3 separate regions of the Zea mays genome follow, and all the other regions are linked to region 3. Evidence: chromatin contacts called from public Hi-C data. All regions are on one chromosome and are shown on one strand. The core of a region is the stretch at or near the end of the contact, and the rest is flanking DNA. Distances in the headings are between cores, read along the strand shown.

Region 1 (2,700 bases), core at 121-2,620, 480 kb before region 3:
TGATTAAATCGTAAATTATATTCTATGATGATTAATTTAACTCATGCGATAAAATATCACATTTAGGTAATTAATCCAACTTTTAATCTATGTTATATCTATGTTAGAATCATATCTATAGTCATGGCTAGATTCATAATGTCACATTAACCTTGATTAGCAAAGTCATTCTAATATAAAGGTATCTAATTATTTCTGAGAACAATAAAACAATTGTTCTTATAATGTAGACAATACTAATATGAAGCCAACACAATTTGAACGGGTCAAATCGGAGCTACAATGAATTAATTTTGAATTTTTGAAATTTATTTCTCTTTTAGGGCCCTATCTATAATTTTAAAATCAATTTGAGGGCTTATGTATGTAACATAGTACGACGGGTTCTAATATAAAAACTTTCAAGGTTCTTTTAGCAAAGGCGCTTGGTGAATGGGTACGGAGAGTTTTGGGTCGTTGGATTTAAATTCGGGGGTTCGGATTAGGTCCCACCCCCGCGACCTAGTGCAGAACCGAGAGCCCTCCAATGGAAAACTAACGCCCTAGATTTAAAATCCTTAGATTGATTCCCACATGCACGATCTGTATCGGACGACCGAGATCCCCAATCGAATCGGTACGAGACAACTACCACTGGATCGAGATCCGATGGCTCAGATCTTAAGCTGCGAAGGGGTACGTGGCTTCTAATCTCATCCACTCGAGCCGCATCGGACAACGATGGGTTCGTCTTCACGCGCCGAACTAGAGTGCGGTGGCACTGCCAGTCCCCACAACGGAGAGATGGCCGGAGTTCAGCTACACCATGCAAAAGGGCCCTAGATTTTAATCTAAATTGTGCAATATGTAGTGAAGGACATGGCGAACGCAGGGTAACGGTTCCTCACCGGCAGGGACGATGTACAGAGGCCTGACCATGGAGAATCGTGGTCTACGGTAGATTCAATCTCCAACGAGAAATATACCGAGCTCTGACCGTCCACGGCCCCTGAACTCCACATGGAGGTGCCCGCAGACCCTTGACGAAATGACGAGACACCTCGAGCACAGATTCGCCCTGACGACAGCGGCTTTATCTCTCCTTCTCGGCAGTGCTCTCTCTCACGACAAAATTGGGATTTTCTGGGTCTGGCGATGCGAGGCGAGTGAGGTGCTGGGTTTTGATGGGAAACGGGGTGCGGTCCAACGCCTCATGCCACGCGGATCGGACGGTAGTTCACCAGCTGGTGCCAGGAAGTTTGGCTTCTGTTGCAACGCCTAGCTCGGGTTATGATGACGGGGATGAGAGATGACGGCTAGGCCCCACCAGCAGAGATGATGTGCAATCAGGTGACTGGCTCAAGAGTCAAGAGCCCCACATGCCAGGTAACACGGGCGCGCAGGTGCGACCACTGTGGGCCAAGATCAGGGGCGCAAGCAGGCCGTAGGCGTGGTCTTGGTGGGCCGAAATGGCCACTTGGCCCAAACCAAGGCCTATCCTTCCTTCCCCACATTTTCTTTTCTTTTTTTTATTCTGTTTTGAATTTCTTTCTTTACTATAATACTTATACTCCCACAATTTCTAGACTTCAAATTAGAATTCAAGGATAACTTTGTTTTATATTTAAGCTTGAGTTTAATGCTCATCCAAAACTCCAACATGATGCATACTTTCATATGTTCATTTAGTATTCATGAGAAGAAAAGAAACATGCACTAATAGTCAATCACATACTAATGACTTCAATTATTATTCCTTGAATGACCCAAGTTTTAAGACCCCATGCTAGGGTTTACATTGCTTCAGGCACTCAGCAAATCTGGAAAACACTCGGCGAAGTATTTGTTGAGTATCTGTTGGCATAGAAGTCTCAGCGAACTGTACATCGACAATGGCTTCTTTGCCGAGTACTTTTTGTCGAGCACTCGACAAAGGCTTTGCTGAGTGCCACCTGGTACATGGTAAAGAAAAGTCACCGTCATGGTGCCAAGTGACGGTGACGGAGCCTTCGTCGAGTGTCCTCCGTGATACTCGGCAAAGGCTCCCTCTTTGCCGAGTATCTGTTGGACTAGCACTCGGCAAAGAAGCCCCCAGTGGGCCCCTTTTCTAGTTCCTTTGCCGAGTGCATTAGGAGGCACTCGACAAAGGTTGCTTCTTTGCCAAATACCTCATACAAAGCACTCAGCAAAGAAGCTTTACCAGTTCCCAGGTGTGCCTTCTTTACCGAGTGCTATGATCATGGCACTCGGCAAAGTACCTCTTTGCCGATTGTTACACCCAGCAAAAGTGACCAGAAAATACATCTTTTTTATTTGTTTTTATTATTCCATCCAAACAAACAAAAGATATATCACATAATCATCACATATACATAACATATATTACTGAATCATCACATACATCATACACACCACATATCTCACAAAGATTATAACTCTCACAAATATCACCACAACAAACAAGTTTGAACACAAAGATAAGTCTCCAACGCTCACAAACATAAATCTCAGGTATCTCACAAAGCATTACCAACATCAATTAGTTCAGACCAAGTTATCTCACAAAGTATTAACAACACCAACAAACATAAGATCATGTGCAGAAAGTATCTCAGCGAGGTGGGTAGCTAGACTAGTTCGGCGATCCCTGAGGGTTGTTTGATGTCGTAGATTGTCCCTGCACAGAGAAGAGATTGCATGTGTGAGACCACGTGAATATAT
Region 2 (2,700 bases), core at 75-2,574, 310 kb before region 3:
AGGCTTATCAAGCACACGCACTAGCCTTTTATGATCATTTTGTATATCCCCTACGATACGTTGTAACTATTCTCGCTGTTCGTCTATGTAAGCTTTAAGAGATTGGAGTTCGTTGGTGCTACTTACATTGGGGGTAATCGTAGTAGGTCGGAGCGAAGCCAAATCTGTCGCCCGTTGCCGAACGACTTTGTTGTTCCTGTCCACTTTGAAGTCGGCCAGGAACTTCGCCTTTGCTTCTTGGATCAGCTGCTCCTGGCGCTCCTCGAATAGGAGCTGTTCTTCAGTCGGCAAGGTTTCCCATGTCGGTGTGATGATATTGCTGGTGGAAACTTCAGAGCTATCCTTTGAACCGGCCATTGAGGGCCGATTTGATGCGTCTATATTCGCTGTCCCCAGCGGAGTCGCCAAAAAGTATGTTGACACCTTTTCAGAGCGCCAAACACTCAACAAGAACTGTGGCGGTGCTCTCTGGTCAGGGGCGAACGGTCCGCGCGCAAGGGTCGGATGGTCCGTGGCCTGGCGCAGGGCTAGGGTCCTCTGCCTGACGGTCGGACGGTCCGCACGTACGCAGGGGCGGCGGAAGTCGCCGGCGGCGGCCTGGATCTCGCTCCCGGGAGAGACCCCGTCGGGGAGGAGAGATCTTAGGTGATGTCTAGGCTCGGCAGGCCGACCTAGACTCTTCTAATCGGCGTAGAGTCGAAGAGAAGCGAGAATTTAGAGATCTAGAGGCTAAACCTAAACTAGACTAAAACTACTCCTAGGATAAAATGCGAAATAGAAGTGTTGTTGATTCGATTGATTATTACAAATCGGTCGTATACCTCTCTATTTATAGAGGAGGGGGGCTGGAGCCTTTACAAACAAACTTCCCAAGCTAATTCCGAGAATCTAGCCAACAAACACAGCAAAAAACTCGGAACCCTAATCTGTTCTGCGTACGCGCGGACCGTCCGGACCGCGGACCGTTCGGCCTCAGGGCCGGACCGTCCGCCCTCTCTTTTTGGTGTCGAACAGTAACCAAAAAGAAATTTATGTGAGAAATAAGTAGGTAGTTTATGAATAAATCTACGATTACATGAATGTGCTGATAAATGCAGCCATCTGCGGAGTGAATTATAGGAAATTTTCTATATTGCTACGTTCTTTCAATAAAAATAGTCCTTGTAAAATTTATGCACAATTTATGTGAAAACAAGCAGTCCTTGGTATGGTAGGTCCATCAGTGTTGATACTGTGCGGTGCAAGCTACTAGGAGTCTCAGCAGGCTGCGACTTGGCTGGCCATTATTGTCCCGTGGACTAGCAACATCGGTCAGCACGCGTATCCAACTTTTGGATCCATCACCTTTTGCTTTCTGCCTCTCCTGTGTGTTCACCTCATCATGACACCTACTCAGCTCGGCTGAAAGAAACGTTGACTTGCCTGATTCCTTTTCGGACTCTACTAGCTAGCGCTATCAATCGCCGTCGGATTAGCAGCAGTGAAATCAACGCGTGGTGAGAAGTCAACTTCCCGCGAAGTTTCTTGCAAGAGCACGGCACGTGGAAGCTAAGGAAATCGGTCCTGGTGGCCGCCTTCAGATTTTTTTTCGCTTGGTGAAATGTGACGGCAAAGGAAGGAATGTCGAGTGCAATCTTCTATAGATTTTTTTTTTGGTTCCTCTAATGTGGACGTAAAATCGGTGTTTCCAGTCAGTGTTGCTGTCTGCTATCTGCTGCAGTCAGACGACAGCATTGTTGGCTGCTGGCACTCGCGCTTTCTGCTCCGTATCTTGTTTCTGCGACTCTCTGCACCAAAGAACCGAACCAAATTAATGGGAACCAAAAACAAATTAACTATTAAAAAATATCGGTTCCATGTTTTAGAAAAACCGAAAGAACTGAAGTAGTTTCGGTTCTAGACCTCAGCAAACCGAATTAACCGAAAAAACTAAAATATAATAGAAGCACAATACATCAATAGAATTTTAGGCATATCCCAATATGGCCTTCCCAAATCTTCAGTATATAAGCACATAATTCCTCCAAATCCTTCCCAATCACAATCCTCCATCCGGTCATATACGCACTTTTGCTAAACTTCTAAAATTGTGTTGTTTTGCTATTTGTTGCTAGACTTCGGTCTATTCGGTTAGGAACCCAAAGTGAAACGAAAGAACCGAAACCGAATTTTTTGGTTCCACCTGTCCTGGATACATATTTTGGTTCCAGTTTTCTGGGAACCAAATTTACTGAAAAAACGAGGAACCGAACCGAACTGAATCGAAGCACTGGATGCCCAGGCCTACTTCTCACTGCCCTTTGCCAGTGTGGACGGGGAGAAGTCTCACATAAAATACATGTACACTTTCGCTATTGTTGACCATCAAGGGAACCTGAGGCCGATTTACAAGGAAATATATATATCAATTAACAACTAGTAGGTGCTGCTGTTCTCACCTTAAAACAAGCCATATCGGTTATACCAAGAGGCAAGATCTCTACACGCATTGACCTTCGTCTTCAAAAGACATAGAGTACTTTGCATTTGATGTCCACTTGGAGTGATGTAGATTTTTTCGAATAGTTGAAGTCTCCAAGTAAAAAGGGGGAAAAGACAAGGAATCATCATTGTGAAACGGGGAGAAGTTCGCAAACTAGCTAGATACTCTCGAAACCACGAATATAAACCTTGAAACTTGATGGAGTATGTAAACTATAG
Region 3 (2,700 bases), core at 130-2,629:
CCGTTTTGTATTCGTATCCGAATATATTCGAATTTATATCTGAATTCGGAAAAAATATGGTAAATTGTGACATTCGTATTCGTATCTGTGCGTATTCGATCCGTTTCCACTCCTACCTATTTACATAGAGCCTATCCATTCCACCGAGGGAGAAATGGACCAACTCATAGGTTTTCGATCCGACGACCACGTCCTTCACACGGAGTTGCTTCGCCTTGACGCACCCTCCGCGATCACGCTGCGTGCCGCAGCCAGTTCCCTCCGGAACCGCCACCGCCGAGTTTTGAGGCCCAAACTCTGGTGGGTTTGAGGCCCAAACCACCAAACCTGCCGTGAGCACCGCACTTCGTGCACGTCCTCCACGATCAGACGCGTGTCCCGCCAGTCCCTGACCACACCGGCAACATGGTCCATTCCACCACGTCCTCGCATAAGTGTGTGTCACAGGTGTCAGCCACCACGATTGGTCAATTGACTGCTTTGATCCGCCAGTCAAGACCCATCACTCGTCCCTTCACCGCTCCGGGTCCATCAGTACGAGCCCGCATGACTTTCACCTCAGTCGTCGACCACCGTTCCTGTGCTCCACACCTGCACACCACAAGTCGACCGACATGGTTGCACAAGCATAATCTCACACTCTGGTCAGTCCACTGATTACCCAGAGTGCTACCCATTGACAATCACTCATCATCAAGCCGAAACACAAGGAACAAGTCAACCTTGTGTTCGTAAAGAGACTATATAATATAATCCTTAATATAATTATAGTTGAAGGATAATATATATGAAGAGTCATGTACAAACATACTTTTTATGAAGAGTGTATTTTGTATTTTTTTAATTAGCTTTGTAGAGATCTCCCAAAAAACCTACACTAAATGTTTTTGTACACGCGCTTATTTGCTCGGAACTTTATCCATAGCTCGGAGAGGTTCCTTAATCTCACACGGAGAAAACATGATGAAAATTTGATTTAGCCACATGAACAAACAAGAGAATGTATCTGGTACAATGAGAGTTTAATGTATATGATGGATATATTAAATTATTATTATTTATTATAGATCTAATGTCTTTAGTTGTTATGTATATTTTATAATGATCACCTTCTATCACTATCCTCTACTACCCTTACTCTGCTTGAAAGATGTTTTTTTATAGAATATACAAAGCAACCATAGATGTTAATGGTGAAATGAATAATAATAATTTAATATATACACTATGCACCACGCTTATATGTACGGGATATGTTTTTTCTCACACCAGGACTAACATGCAAATACGGCGCAAATCTATGGTGCAATGTGGAAAAGCGTTGGTCGGTAAGGGCCCGATAAAATGAGACCTCCTCTCCTCCGGGAGAGGGATAGAGTGCGTCCGTCTTCGTTCCTTGCCCCCCTTCCTTCAGAAGAGCGAGGCCGCGGTCGCGGAGGAGGCTTTACGAACAAACGAGCCATTAGTCCCCAAAAGCCAACACACAAACCCAGGCGATAGCGAGCGCGCCCGCGAAGGCTACGACGCGAGAGCGCGCGAGGTGTGGAGCCCCCAATCCCGGAAGCTTCCTTGGCCGCGCGCAGGGCGCGGGAGTGGGAGCTCGCCGCCGGTTACCGAGCCCTCTCCGCCGCGGATCTCCCGATCTGAGACGCCACTCGTCAATTCCCCGCAGGTACGCGTGCCGATCCGCGGCCGCTTCGATCCAGCCAGTTCCCCGCGCCAATTCGCGCCCCTGCCATTGCTGCTTCTTGATTCCGCCCTTGGCTGAAACACTGTTGCTCTGTGATTAGGGTTTTGCGGTGCCAGCGACGGACATGAGCGTGGAGAGCCCAGGGGAGCTAGGGTTCTGAAGCGCACCGTGGGGCACAGCGTGGCGAACGACGGCCCCCGACATCCTGCTAGGTTTTCCATGGGAGATGGGGGAGTCGCGTGCGCCGTCCGCTCAGTCGAGAGCTTCCGTGCCGGCGCCCTCGTGAGGAGAGGAGGAGCGGGAGAAGCGATGCCGGACAAGGGGGAGAGGGCCCATGGCCACCGCCACCAGCACCAGCACTGGAAGAACCAGCAGTCGGCGACAGCTGCTGACCTGGAGGAGGGGGAGCTGCTTAATGGGGAGGCCGGGACCAATGGGTTGCCCGAGAGGAGCATGCCACCTAAGAAGTGGAGGAAGGTGCTGGCAGCCTCCGCAGCTGCTGTGGAGGTGGAGCCTGGGGAGATTGTGAGTACAAAGCAAGCAGTGCCATTGAAGAAGGAAAGAAGAAACGGGGACGTTGAGAAGGTAGAGCTGCTGCCAGAGAGGCAGAGGAAGGAAAAGTCTTCTGGGAAGAGCACCAGGAAGTCTATCAAGGATGATGTGGAGCCAGGGGAGATTGCACTGCCAGGAAAAAGGCGGGATGCCAAGTCCCAACTGGCCCATGATAACAGCAGGAGGCCAAGTTCGTCTGCCCAGAAAGGCTCCTTGCGGGATTCTGATGAAGAACCTGGTGAAATTAAGCCAGAGAGCGGCATCAGTGGCAGTGTAAGGAAGAACCGGCCAACAGAGCCTCATAGCAGTAACCACAAGCACCACACTGACACCTCTGACCAGTCAGGATCAAAACATCGCAGGAAGGGAGAAGGAAAGAGTTCATCTGCTGCCAGACATTTGTCTGGGAGAATTCGTGAGGTCTCGCCACCAACACGGGATCGGCGTGATAAGCACGA

Evidence for each region. A called contact is a pair of places that touch in the nucleus more often than the background predicts.
Region 1: a contact with region 3 is called in a Hi-C map of ear, with 1.8 times the contacts expected there. The contact joins the enhancer-like site here to the promoter of LOC100194363 in region 3. A contact is called at or near these places in 5 of 25 Hi-C or Micro-C datasets (bundle sheath, ear, endosperm and 2 more).
Region 2: a contact with region 3 is called in a Hi-C map of leaf, with 5 times the contacts expected there. The contact joins the enhancer-like site here to the promoter of LOC100194363 in region 3. A contact is called at or near these places in 5 of 25 Hi-C or Micro-C datasets (bundle sheath, ear, leaf and 1 more).

What each region holds. Positions count from the first base shown.
Region 1 is chr10:57,793,856-57,796,555 of Zm-B73-REFERENCE-NAM-5.0, forward strand. No RefSeq gene overlaps it. Among protein-coding and RNA genes, the nearest start is that of LOC103641104, 4.4 kb to the left of the region's middle. Within about 2 kb of position 1,371, at least 17 of the 20 cell types and tissues checked have an H3K27ac peak or open chromatin away from gene starts, as enhancers often do. A contact at or near this core is called in bundle sheath, ear, endosperm and 2 more, where this site is marked.
Region 2 is chr10:57,959,752-57,962,451 of Zm-B73-REFERENCE-NAM-5.0, forward strand. No RefSeq gene overlaps it. Among protein-coding and RNA genes, the nearest start is that of LOC100277035, 150 kb to the right of the region's middle. Within about 2 kb of position 1,325, at least 14 of the 20 cell types and tissues checked have an H3K27ac peak or open chromatin away from gene starts, as enhancers often do. A contact at or near this core is called in bundle sheath, ear, leaf and 1 more, where this site is marked.
Region 3 is chr10:58,272,877-58,275,576 of Zm-B73-REFERENCE-NAM-5.0, forward strand. LOC100194363 (Histone-lysine N-methyltransferase ATXR3) reads left to right here and starts at 1,380. Exons shown (of 21, transcript NM_001359479.1): 1 at 1,380-1,672; 2 at 1,791-2,700. The coding sequence starts at 1,910.